4 separate regions of the Mus musculus genome follow, and regions 1, 2 and 4 are each linked to region 3. A link is a contact called in public HiChIP or PLAC-seq and promoter capture Hi-C data. All regions are on one chromosome and are shown on one strand. The core of a region is the stretch at or near the end of the contact, and the rest is flanking DNA. Distances in the headings are between cores, read along the strand shown.

The links. HiChIP or PLAC-seq counts read pairs in DNA pulled down with a chosen protein or histone mark. Capture Hi-C pulls out chosen DNA fragments and counts their contacts.
Region 1: an H3K4me3 HiChIP or PLAC-seq map of embryonic stem cells shows a contact between it and region 3, with 5 times the contacts expected there. The contact joins the enhancer-like site here to the promoter of Gapvd1 in region 3. A contact is called at or near these places in 4 of 115 datasets of contacts at active chromatin or transcription factors (effector CD8 T cells, embryonic stem cells, memory CD8 T cells and 1 more) and 3 of 9 other capture datasets (adipose tissue, liver and pancreatic islet).
Region 2: a promoter capture Hi-C map of adipose tissue shows a contact between it and region 3. The contact joins the promoter of Phf19 here to the promoter of Gapvd1 in region 3. A contact is called at or near these places in 7 of 39 promoter capture datasets (the C10 cell line, embryonic stem cells, fetal liver and 4 more), 2 of 484 Hi-C or Micro-C datasets (cardiomyocytes and muscle stem cells), 4 of 115 datasets of contacts at active chromatin or transcription factors (bone marrow-derived macrophages, effector CD8 T cells, extraembryonic endoderm stem cells and 1 more) and 3 of 9 other capture datasets (adipose tissue, liver and pancreatic islet).
Region 4: a contact with region 3 is called in a promoter capture Hi-C map of liver. The contact joins the promoter of Traf1 here to the promoter of Gapvd1 in region 3. A contact is called at or near these places in 4 of 484 Hi-C or Micro-C datasets (B cells, CD4 T cells, Th1 cells and 1 more), 4 of 115 datasets of contacts at active chromatin or transcription factors (bone marrow-derived macrophages, memory CD8 T cells, pancreatic cancer cells and 1 more) and 3 of 9 other capture datasets (adipose tissue, liver and pancreatic islet).

What each region holds. Positions count from the first base shown.
Region 1 is chr2:34,943,575-34,946,274 of GRCm38.p6, reverse strand. Traf1 (TNF receptor-associated factor 1) reads left to right here. Exons shown (of 10, transcript NM_001326601.1): 9 at 729-877; 10 at 2,184-2,700. The coding sequence ends at 2,402. Among named protein-coding and RNA genes, the nearest start is that of Gm52552, 6.4 kb to the left of the region's middle. Within about 2 kb of position 1,299, at least 98 of the 459 cell types and tissues checked have an H3K27ac peak or open chromatin away from gene starts, as enhancers often do. A contact at or near this core is called in adipose tissue, effector CD8 T cells and embryonic stem cells, where this site is marked.
Region 2 is chr2:34,912,560-34,915,259 of GRCm38.p6, reverse strand. Phf19 (PHD finger protein 19) reads left to right here and starts at 1,284. Exons shown (of 15, transcript NM_028716.4): 1 at 1,284-1,319.
Region 3 is chr2:34,753,894-34,756,607 of GRCm38.p6, reverse strand. It overlaps Gapvd1 (GTPase activating protein and VPS9 domains 1), which reads left to right and starts at 1,376. Exons shown (of 27, transcript NM_001356441.1): 1 at 1,376-1,630; 2 at 2,049-2,342.
Region 4 is chr2:34,960,350-34,963,049 of GRCm38.p6, reverse strand. It overlaps Traf1 (TNF receptor-associated factor 1), which reads left to right and starts at 1,278. Exons shown (of 10, transcript NM_001326601.1): 1 at 1,278-1,526. Gm52552 (a long non-coding RNA gene) reads right to left here. Exons shown (of 3, transcript XR_003954034.1): 2 at 1,578-1,680. It overlaps Gm46733 (a long non-coding RNA gene), which reads right to left and starts at 347. Exons shown (of 2, transcript XR_001783275.1): 1 at 1-347.

The DNA.
Region 1 (2,700 bases), core at 50-2,549, 190 kb before region 3:
TGGTAGGACCTTGCCATCCCTGAATGTGACCTTTGAGAGCCTTGCCAAGTGCTTGTCCTCCCAGCCTCATTTTACATAAAAATAAACTGAAGCCAAAGAGGTGGGGTCCCCAGCAGGGGCTGCTTAGAGCTGTGCAGAGCCCTTCCCAAGAATGTGCCATCAGGGAAAGAGCTCCATAGGACCCCAGGCTTGGTCACTGGCGATGTCTTGCCTCTTGGAGCCATTCCTAAGGATTTTTAGCAAAACCAAAAAGTACCCTTCTCATACCAGCCTCCAGGGAGGGCCCAACCTTTGGGTAACAGAGAAGACTCAATGCCAAGATTTGGTAGGCCTGGGCCTTAACCCGAATTCTGTTCTGGGTCATAAAACAATACCCAGCCACTTCCTCAGTCTCTAGCTATTTGATGGTTCGTTAAAATGGTAGCTCCCAAGTGTAACTGGGAGGCAAGCCTCAAGGCACCCCATGGAAGAATTAAAACCACAAATGCTAGCTCACCCCCACTGCTGAGTCAGCACTGTCAAATATGGGGCCTTCCCTGTGATCAGAAGGGCAGGTGCCAGCCCCAGGGCTAGGCAATTAGAGCATGACCTACCTCAGCACTTTCCTAGAGAAGAGGGCTGGGCCCCAAACCCCGATATCCTCAGGGTTCCTGCTGAACCCCACCCCCTCATCCTCACTGCCCAGTGCCGCCCTGCTGCCCTGTACTGACACTGGCTTCACCTTGCAGCTTTCTACACTGCCAAGTATGGTTACAAGTTGTGCCTGCGCTTGTACCTGAACGGGGATGGCTCAGGCAAGAAGACCCACCTGTCCCTCTTCATCGTGATCATGAGAGGAGAATACGATGCTCTCCTGCCCTGGCCTTTCAGGAACAAGGTATGGGGAGAAGATGGTTTGAGGGGACGGCATGGTAACGTGGGCCCTGCTGACTTTAGCCATGGACTTGAAGACCTGGGCAAGCCTCCTTTAGTTACTTTAATCCATTTCCTTCTATAAAATGAAGCCGAATGCAAATCCCGCAGCCAGGACTCCCCCAACCCTCTGAGCAGGAGCTGCTGTTTCTGGAACAGGGCATCCCGAGGAGAGATTAAACAAGCGCTAGCCTATCTAAAGCCCTCCCCAGGAATTCCGGTGCCAGCAAGTTTAAAAACAGCCTCAGTGGATAGTGAGAAGCAGTGTTTCCTGGGGTATATTCAAGGGCTTGTGCCAGGGCAGAGTTTGCGTCGTGCTTAGGTGATCCACTTCTCAGGGAGGTTAAGTGGTCTGCTCTGGGTAAAGACGCTCAGCTCTGCGGAAGTCCCAAGACTTGACAGAAGCCCCGCCCCCAGCGGAAGTAGGTTTCTCTGCAGAGTGGAGGGAGGTCCCAGCTCGAGTTTCTGAGTCAGAAGCCAAGGCTAGGTGCCTGTGTCCAGCCTTCTTGTCAGTACATCTTAGTCTCAGCTGCCAATGTAACTATGACATCAGAATCCCCACTGCTGTTGGCCTAGGGAGAGGGCTCAAATGATGAGTCCAGTTCCCCAGAATCCACATCAAAAATCAAGTACAGAGCCGGGCGTGGTGGTGCACGCCTTTAATCCCAGCATTCGGGAGGCAGAGGCAGGCAGATTTCTGAGTTCGAGGCCAGCCTGGTCTACAAAGTGAGTTCCAGGACAGCCAGGGCTATACAGAGAAACCCTGTCTCCAAAAAAAAAAAAAAAAAAAAAAATCAAGTACAGGCACCTGCCATCCCAGAACTGAGAAGGAGGGGACATGAGGACCTGTGGAGCTTGCTAGACAGTCAGCATACATTAATTAACCAGTTATCTCCAAATCTAAATAAATAAGGAAAGCAATTAAGGAAGACACCTAAATGGTGACCTCTGTTTATACACACACACACACACACACACACACACACACACACGTATACACACATGCACACACACACAGAATTTCCACTGCCTTCCTGCTGTGTGGGCCAGTGAAGGGTAAAGCCTGAAGCTGCCACAGTACCAGATGTTCCTCCCACTCCCACGCACAGATGTGAAGTCCTGACACTGCCGCCTCCACTCCGTGTAAACTAAGGGTCAGAGGCACAGCCCAAGCAGTGTGCATGCAGCCCCTCTGACCCCAAACACTGGCCTTCCATGAGGGAGAGTGCCGTCCTCTGAAGCCTGACCATCTACCTGCCTCTACCCTACAGGTCACCTTTATGCTACTTGACCAGAACAACCGAGAGCATGCTATTGATGCCTTCCGGCCTGACCTGAGCTCAGCCTCCTTCCAGCGGCCACAGAGTGAGACCAACGTGGCCAGCGGCTGCCCGCTCTTCTTCCCCCTCAGCAAGCTGCAGTCACCCAAGCACGCCTACGTCAAAGATGACACAATGTTCCTCAAATGCATTGTGGACACTAGTGCTTAGGGATGGGGGGAGGGGGTGTCTCCTGACAGAACCAGCTTAGACTGGGGGACTTAGCTAGACAGCCAGGCCCTGCCTGCCCTTGGAGCCCACAGCCCACGACAAGGAGGAGCCAAGGCTGGCATGACTTCAGCGCCACAGCATGCTGGTTATGGCTGATGTGAGGCTGGAGAAACGTGTGCGTACAGAGACAGAGTGGAGGAGAAGACAGAAGTGCTCTTTTCACACAGACTACACGACACCAGGAGGCCAGCATGCCAGCAGCTTCTGAATGTTGAGACCAGCCTAGATCAGGATGAAA
Region 2 (2,700 bases), core at 35-2,534, 160 kb before region 3:
TGTACAGAGAAGGGTTATCTCTGCAGAAAGTGGTGTGCAGCTATGCCTTCCTGGGCTGGAAGAGCCTGTCTGGTGGGGCTGCTACCAACTTCCTTTCCAGGCTCAGCCAGATTCTGCTGTGGGTCAAATCCTCAGGAGGAGCAGTAAGACCCAGAAGTAAAGGGGAATGTGGGCATGTGGAAGAGGACTCCTGTATCTCAAACTGAGGGGGCAGACAGGAGCTGCAGGCCAGACTGCCCACACCCCAGGGAGCAGAGGGCCAATGTGAACCCTGAAAAATGAACAGGGAAGGCTCTAGGAGGAAAGAGCACACCAGGAATGCACTCATCCCAGCAGGGTGTGTCTGCAGGGAGCCATTCGAGCAGGTGCAGTGGGCAGTCCAGATTGAAAGCAGGGATGCAGGTAGGGGGTGTTGACCGACACTATCTCAAGCTCTGGCGCCAAGAGTGCGTCTGGTTCAGGACACTCTGGTTTTTTTCTCCTGGAGGGAGATCTTATCTGATTGGAGCCCTATCCACAAGATCTGTCTTAAGCTTGCCCTTTTCATATTTGCCGTGTTTGTGCACATGGTCTGTGTGACTATCTCTTTTACACTGTTAACTCTACAGTGCGTGACTGGCATACTCGAGTGGGTCTTGTGGTCACTGTGTCGGGGCTCTATGTTGCTGACTTGTGTATGCCTTGCACGTGGTTTCGCGGGAGTCTATGCTGAGGGCAGTGTCATTTGAGTGTTGTGACTTATGGCACACATATATATGTGGTGTGTGTCCTGTGTCTGATTCTCTTAGGCTTTTCCTGGTCTCCAAGGAGTAGTGTGGAATGTTGGTTCTGTAAGATCAAGGTGCTGGGAGACCAACCCGGGTCGTGAAGGGTCTGGGTGTAGTAGCTGTGTGCGTGTGGTGTGCGTACGCTCGCCCAGCCGTGGTTCTGTACAGCTGTGTTTCCGCGTGTGCCCGCTGGACTCGCTGCGCGGGGGCGGCCCCGGGAGACGCTGCGGGGCCCCGCCAGCCGCGGGCTCCAATGGCAAAGCCGGTGCGGCCCCTGCTAATTACATAAGCGGGGACGTCAATAATTCGCGGGAAAACGCGAAAAAGATGGCGCCCCGCGCCCGGGGGGCCCCTTCCTGAGCTCACCGGCCCCTCCCTCCCCGCGTCCCCTCCTCCCCGCGGCGCCCCCGCCCCGCCCCGCCCCCGCCGAGACCCCTACCCCGGCCCCAGGGGCGGACACTCGGCCAGGCAGCCCTGGGCCGAGCGCACCGCCGCCGCCGATGTGCCTGGTGGCCAGACTCCAAGTGGGACCGGCTGACGCGCTGCCTCGCGGTAAGTCCCGCGCTGCGGGCGCCCCGGGAGTGTCCGCGTTTCACGCTTTAATCCCTGCACACGACCCCTCTCCTAGAAACCTAGATTGAGCCCTAGGATCCCCGGGCGGGGGCTGGAGGCTGCGCGCTTGTGGGATGGGGATAGAGATGGAGCCCGAGCGGTACCCTCAGGGCAGCGGGAGTCCCAGCCACAATCCCAACGCTGGCCAGGGTGTGGGTGACAGGTCTCCGTTTGTGGCCGTGTGCCTTTTCTTTTCCATTTAAAGCTATGGAGAGGAGGATAGGCAGGACATTTGGGATTTTGCTCACGTCCAAAGTAAGGCACGATCGGCTGGGAGCGGGAGAAAGTTTGCAATTAGAGCAACTGAGGAAAGGAGTGCCTGAAGCTGAAGGGGACACTTTCTGCAAGCTATCCTCCCCCCTGAACACCCTTTTAAAAAGCCAACGGCCGCCCTGGAGAGGCCTCGGCGCATGAATCATGCGCGCTTCCTGCCCCCGCCCGGCCCCGCGCGCCCAGTGCCGCGGATTTGAACTGGACTCCGACGGGAACCCGCAAACAAGCATTTCTGTGCCGATGGGTTTGAATCAGCCAATCACAGCCCTCGGGGGCCCTCTCCAGGAGGATGGAGGCGGGATGGGGGGGCCACCACCCGGGGGCCCAGCACGGCCTCGGGGGCGCAGCGACCCGGCTTGCCCCCAAAAGCTCAGTGGGGGAGGAAATGTCAGTTTGTGAACCTGCTGAGGCCGGCCGGCCCTGCGGTACTCCAGGCCCAAGCAAGCAGGGACCTCCCAGCTCCCAAAGAGCCAAGTGCCAGGGAAGAGGGCAAAAGTTCTGACTACAGCCCACACCTGGTGCTTGTGCCTCTGCCCTGGAATAAAAGACAGGAGGGAGAGAAGGCAAGAGGAGCTTTACTCCCATCATCGGGAGACCCAAGACCCTGACTATGCCCTGCCGCCCCAGGCCCCTCATATGTCCACGTGTATTTAGTTTTACGTATAGGACTAGCACATTGCCAGACTAACCTTCTCTGAAGAGGCACTCACATGGAAACACACCCAGAGCTGTCTTCTTGTGGGCTGGCAGGGCACCAGGTGCCCAACACCTAGGCAGAGGGAGAGACCCTGAGCAGGAGCGCCCCCACCATCCCCACACACGGCAAGCTGTGTTTGACCTTAGAGTGTATGTATGTGGAGGAATGTGATGCCAGGTGAGCCCCCCGGAGGGGAGAAAGCAATAATGCTGGCCACTCCTGAAGGTTTGGGAAGCCACAAACCTTCTGGAAGATTCCTGGAGGGAAGCTGGGTGTCCTGAGACTCCCCGTACCAGGTGCCAGCCAGTAGTAGCAAGCGACAGGCTCAGGAAAATAGGCTTGGAAAAGATG
Region 3 (2,714 bases), core at 127-2,626:
TGTATTTACACATTTATACATTCACACAATTTATTTGTGTGTTTGTTTGTTTGTTTATGGGGGGCAAGTTTTTGCCACAGTGGTGGTCAGAAAATATTGCAGGAGTCATTTATCCTTCCTCCCCTATGTGGGGTGTTTGGTGTCAAACTCTGGTGGTTCGGTTTGGTGGCAAATGCCTTTACTTGAAGGTTTCCTTTTGTGTCTTTGAAAGCCTTTCTTCAAGCTGGGCAGTGGTGGCACAAGCCTTTAATCCCAGCACTTGGGAGGCAGAGGCAGGTGGATTTTGTGCTCTGGAGCTCTGGAGCCTTTGAACACAATCTTCTGTTCAAGGGGGTTTTCCCTTATGCAGTCTACAAATTTTATATCCTCCCCCTCTCTTTTTCTGGATTTTTTTTCTTTTTCTTTTTCTTTTTCTTTTCCTTTTTTTTTTTTTTTTTTTTTTTAAACAAGATTTCTCTGTGTAGCACTGTCCTGGAACTTGCTCTGTAGACTAGGCTAGCCTTGAGATCTGCCTGCCTGTTTTTGCCTCCGCCTGCCTGTTTTTGCCTCTTGAGTGCTGGGATCCTGACTCATCTACCTTGGAATCTAGTCACAGCCAAATCTCTTTTCCTTTCTTTCTTTTCTTCTTTGGCCTTTTGAGACAGGGGCTCTGTATAATCCTGGTTATCCTGGAACTCTGAGATTGGTCTGATTTTGCCTTCCAACTGCTGGGATTAAAGTCATGGGCCACAAAACTCAGCCTAGGTCTTGATTTCTTAATTCAATATGGTCTCTTTCTCTGGAATCTCATAACACTTTGTAATTCTTCATAGCACTTTGTAATTTAGTTTATTGTTACAAAACTCAATCTATGGGAGATACTCTCCACTTTATATTGTAAATTGTATCCACTTGCTTTTTCATCTGGTTGGTGCTTTGTACAATGTAACAGACCCGACTGATAATCTTTAATTGAACTCTGTTGAATGGCAACATGGTACCAAAGACATTTTACTTGATACCCACAATGCTATTGTAACAAAGTAGCAAATAGGAAGCAAATTGTGACAAAAGAATTTCCTTTTGAGGCAGGGTCTCAAAGGATAGCTCCCGCTGGTCTAGACATCCTGTGTAGCTCAGGCTGGTTTAAACTTTTGTCTAATTCTGAGACATTTGCTTCAGCCTCCCAAAGGTTTTAGATTACAGGTGAGAGCTACCATGCTAGTTCAATTCTGATGATTTTTAAAGGAGGTGTATGGAAGACGGGTGGAAAGCTGTCTGGGATCTGATTTATGTTTGAATAGTTGGGAAGATGAGTTTTCACTTCCCCCTCCCCCCACCTTGGGGGCGGAGCATGAGACTCGTGGTGTTGCAGGATATATTCATTGTCTTCAATATTTTAAAGGGCTGTCAAGTGGGAACCAATTCTCCTTGCTTCCAGGCAGAATAACTACCTGCAAAGGGAGGAAAGACAAGGGAAGCAGATTTCAGCTCAGCAGAAGGCAGAACTTTCTAACATTTAGAGCTGTGCAACAGAGAGGAGCAGGCTGTACTCCTGAGAGGTAGTGAGCTGATACTGGAACATCCGAAACAGAAGTGAGACGTGGAGGCCATTCCTGCTTGGGTGGGAGCTGCACCGATGACCTTTAAGGTATGTTCTAGCTCTAAGGTTTCTGGGACTGTTCACTTCTGCTAACTTGACGCGTCCTTTCATTTTTTTTTTTTTTTTGAAAAAACAAAACCGACCTAAGCCTATTTAATGTAACACAGTTTACAGTTTATTTAATGTAATGTTATTTTTAAATAACACAGTTACAATAAAAATCGACAAAACGAGAAGTGGGAAATTATATTTATAAGTTAAAAATGAAGATACCGTCCAATTGGCATAGCTTTTAAGTGAAAGGGGAAGAGCGAGAGAGAGAGAGAGAGAGAGAGAGAGAGAGAGAGAGAGAGAGAGAGGAGAGAGAGAGAGAGAGAGAGAGAGAGAGAGAGAGAGAGAGGCTGGCTATTGGATGATGTTCCGAGCAAGAGAGGAGTGTCATTTTTCTTCCACCCGTCTTCTCTAGCACCAGGTACACGGAGACGTGAGGGCGGAGGATCGGCGTACAGGTCCTGGCAAGGCGGTTCGCGACCGGGAGCGGAAGGGCGGCCGTGGTCCGGACCACCGATCCCAGGGGCCCCCGCGGCGCCGCGCACGCGCACTGCTGAGGGGGCAGCGCCGCCGCAGGAGGCAGGGAAACCGACTGGCGATCTGTGGCGGCGGCTGGGCGGCGGTGGCAGTTCGCAGCGAGGGCGACGGCTCCGAGGCCGAGAGGCAGTCCAGCGAGGACCTGGGCGCCGTCCTCCGCATGACCTCACCGGTGAGTGCGCGTCCCCGGCCGGTCCGCACCGCGTGCCCCGCCGTCTGGCCTAGCACCGCAGCCCGCGCCTGACGGCCGCCCCGCCCCGGGCCCCGGGCCTGCCCCGTGCCCGGCGTCGCTCGGGTGGGAAGCCGCGCGGCCGGGCCCCGCGAGAGGGGTGGCGGCGTGCGGGTTCCGGCAGCCTGCCTGAGGCGGCGGGGACACAGGGCGCATGGGGGGGATGGGGTGGGAGCGCGACGGGGCGGGAAGGGGCGCAGTAGCGCGGGTCGCCTCTGTGGGCGTCCGGGGCAGGTGGGCAGCCGAGCCCGGGAGGCCAGGAGCGGACCGAATGGCTTGGGAGCGCCGCCAGGGACGCGCCGGACGCTCCGGGCT
Region 4 (2,700 bases), core at 29-2,528, 210 kb before region 3:
TGAGGTCAGACTGCCTGCTCTTTTTTCTTTACCCTAGGGCAGAGAGGAAAGAGGGGTGGTCCCAGAAAGGTGAGACCAGAGAGGGGATCTTACAACGTCCACACTTGAGAAATGTCACTTCACCAATTGCACTTGAGAATCGGCGACTTTTATGTGCAAGAGGTAGATCAGCCATTAAAGCTAGGGTCACAACCAAAAACTAAGAAAGAACCAGTGACTTTTAATGTCAGAGACACAGGGAGCTCGTAGACTCCGTTACTGTTAGAATTCAAAGGCCCACAGCGGGCTGAGTGGCATATGCCTGTGATCCTAGCACTTGAGAAACTGAGGCAGGAGGCTTACCAATTCTAAGCCAGCCTAGACTACATAGCAAGACCCTGTCTCAAAAAATAAAATAAAATAAAATAAAATAAAATAAAATAAAAGCAGATGAATGGAAGATCCTTAGAGGTCACCTCTGACCATGCTTGCACAAATCACAGAGGTTGTATTTCGTGTTCCTGAGACACAACACTTGCCTTCAGGCAGACATCCCCTTTCCAAGTCAAGCCCCAGAAGTCTTTATTCCACCAGCCACCCAGATGCAGTATCACCTGCCTGCTAGAAACCTGAAGCCAACAGCAGACCTGCTATGGGAGGGAGACATACACACCTCCCTCATCCAAACAAAAGCCCAACCAAGTAGGTCCTGTGCTTGGGAAGCTGAGGCAGGAGCATGGCTTACAGTTTGGAGTCTTCAGGGCTACACGGGAAGACCTTGTCTCAAAACAAACAAATCAATCAGTTAGAAATCAAGTAAGGAGCCCAAGCCAAATTAACCAGATAAAGAAACACTGACCATCTGACCAGGAGCCAGCGGACATCTGCGGACAGACGGCACCCTTGTGAGATTGCTGGTTTGCAAAAATTACACCAGTTGGTTGGTTGGTTTTTTAATCTTTTAAACTAAACTTATATCCTGACACTAAGTTCCCTAACTCTTTGGAGTAAGAGTGAGTGAGTGTGTGTGTGTGTGTGTGTGTGTGTGTGTGTGTATCAAATGCTGCGTGTGTTTAGCTTAAAAAGCACAACCACTTCCCTGCTTCACCCAGTTTCTTTAGCGCCCAATGCCAAGAGCACTGCACTATCACACTGCCATCTGCATTGTTCACAGAGATTGGCAGAGTTTACCGGGTGCTGGGCTCTTAACAAGAATCCACTGTGGTAAAGCTTGCTGTTTTTCCACTCTTGCCTTGCGGCACTTCAGGCTGGAGCTCAATGTTGTTTGTGTGTGTGCTGAGTATCTCAGGAGTGCAGCCACTGATGGAATGCTAGGAGTCAGCTAGCACCAGGACCCCAACAGAAGCACTCCAGTTCTGTTTCCTTGAGGGAGGAGCGATCAGCCCGCCCCCCGGCCAGCCTCCGAAGCCAGCCCAGCTCAGTCCCACCCGCCTGCCCAGCCCAGCTTCCCTTGGCTTCCGCCAGCCCAGCCCGGTTCTCTGCCCCAAGGACGCTACCGCCCGGTGCGAGCAGAAGGCGGCGCACAGGTTGGTTGCCCGTCCCCCGCGGGTCCCCAGGGTCCCCAAGTGCGACCATACTCAGCCTCTCTCCCTTCCTGAGCGGTGCTCTGGTCCTTAAGCTGTCACTTCGGTTCTGCCCTCAGCTCTGAGCTCGTTCTGATGTGGCAGGGGACATCACCTGCTGAAGGAAAGGGGGCAGGTAGGCAGGAATTCATAGGTAGGCGACTAGACAGCATGTCCAGGCTAAAGGCAGCATGTAGGCCATGGGATCCCAATCTGGACACTGTCACCGAGATGTTCCAAAGTGTGGGGTGTGGCCCAGGTGGGTCCCCAAAGACTAGAAGGAGGATGAGACGCCTCTGTTCAGCAGATAGATTGTCCATTCTGGGAGCCATGGAGATGAGACTAAGGAAGATGGAGGTGAGAAGGCGGTGAAAGAGACCTGTAAAAAGCCACCGCAGTGTAAAAAATAACTCTGAAGGGTGTGAAGGAAAGTGCTGTCATAGAAAGGAAGGCTAGAAGTCCACTGGCCTGCTTCTGATGGGACTGAAATTAGGGCAGGCCCGGAGCATTTGACAGTGTGTGGGCTTATGACAGGGCTGAGTAGATTCCCTGGAGTTTCAGCAGCTGTGCTGACAATCTTCTTTAAACTTTGTATTGCAGTGTGAGAAGAGAGAGTGGATATGGGAGAAGAATTTGGGATAATTGCCAAGCTCATTTTAAAGCACAGGTCTGGTCTCAGTCCTTCCTGCCTCTCTAGCTTTAAGGTCTTGAGCAAGTCACTCAATTTATCTGTGCCTTGGACCCCTGGGCTATAGAGTAGGGGAGGGTCTCCAAAGACTGGAGGGAAATATTGACAAAATGTTTGTTAAAGTACTTAAAACGAGGCTGGAACTGTGGCTTGGTTAGCAAGCACTTGTACGCAGCCTTGGGTCTGATCCCAGTACTGAGAAAAACAAACCACTTTACAGGTAGCACCAGAGCAGCAGTGCCTGTTGTCTTAGCCCACAGCCGTGTGGGAGTATTCTAATGCTGGTAGCAGGAGCTGGGAGATGAGCTGGAGTGGGGGGGGGGGGGCGCCCGTCTAGGACAAGAGAAAAGGATCCAGAAGGTTGGGTGCTTCCCTTGTGTCCCAGTCGGAAAAGGAAAGGACATGTGGGGTGCAGGGGGTTGCTGGTCAGGCTGAGGACGGAGTTAAGGG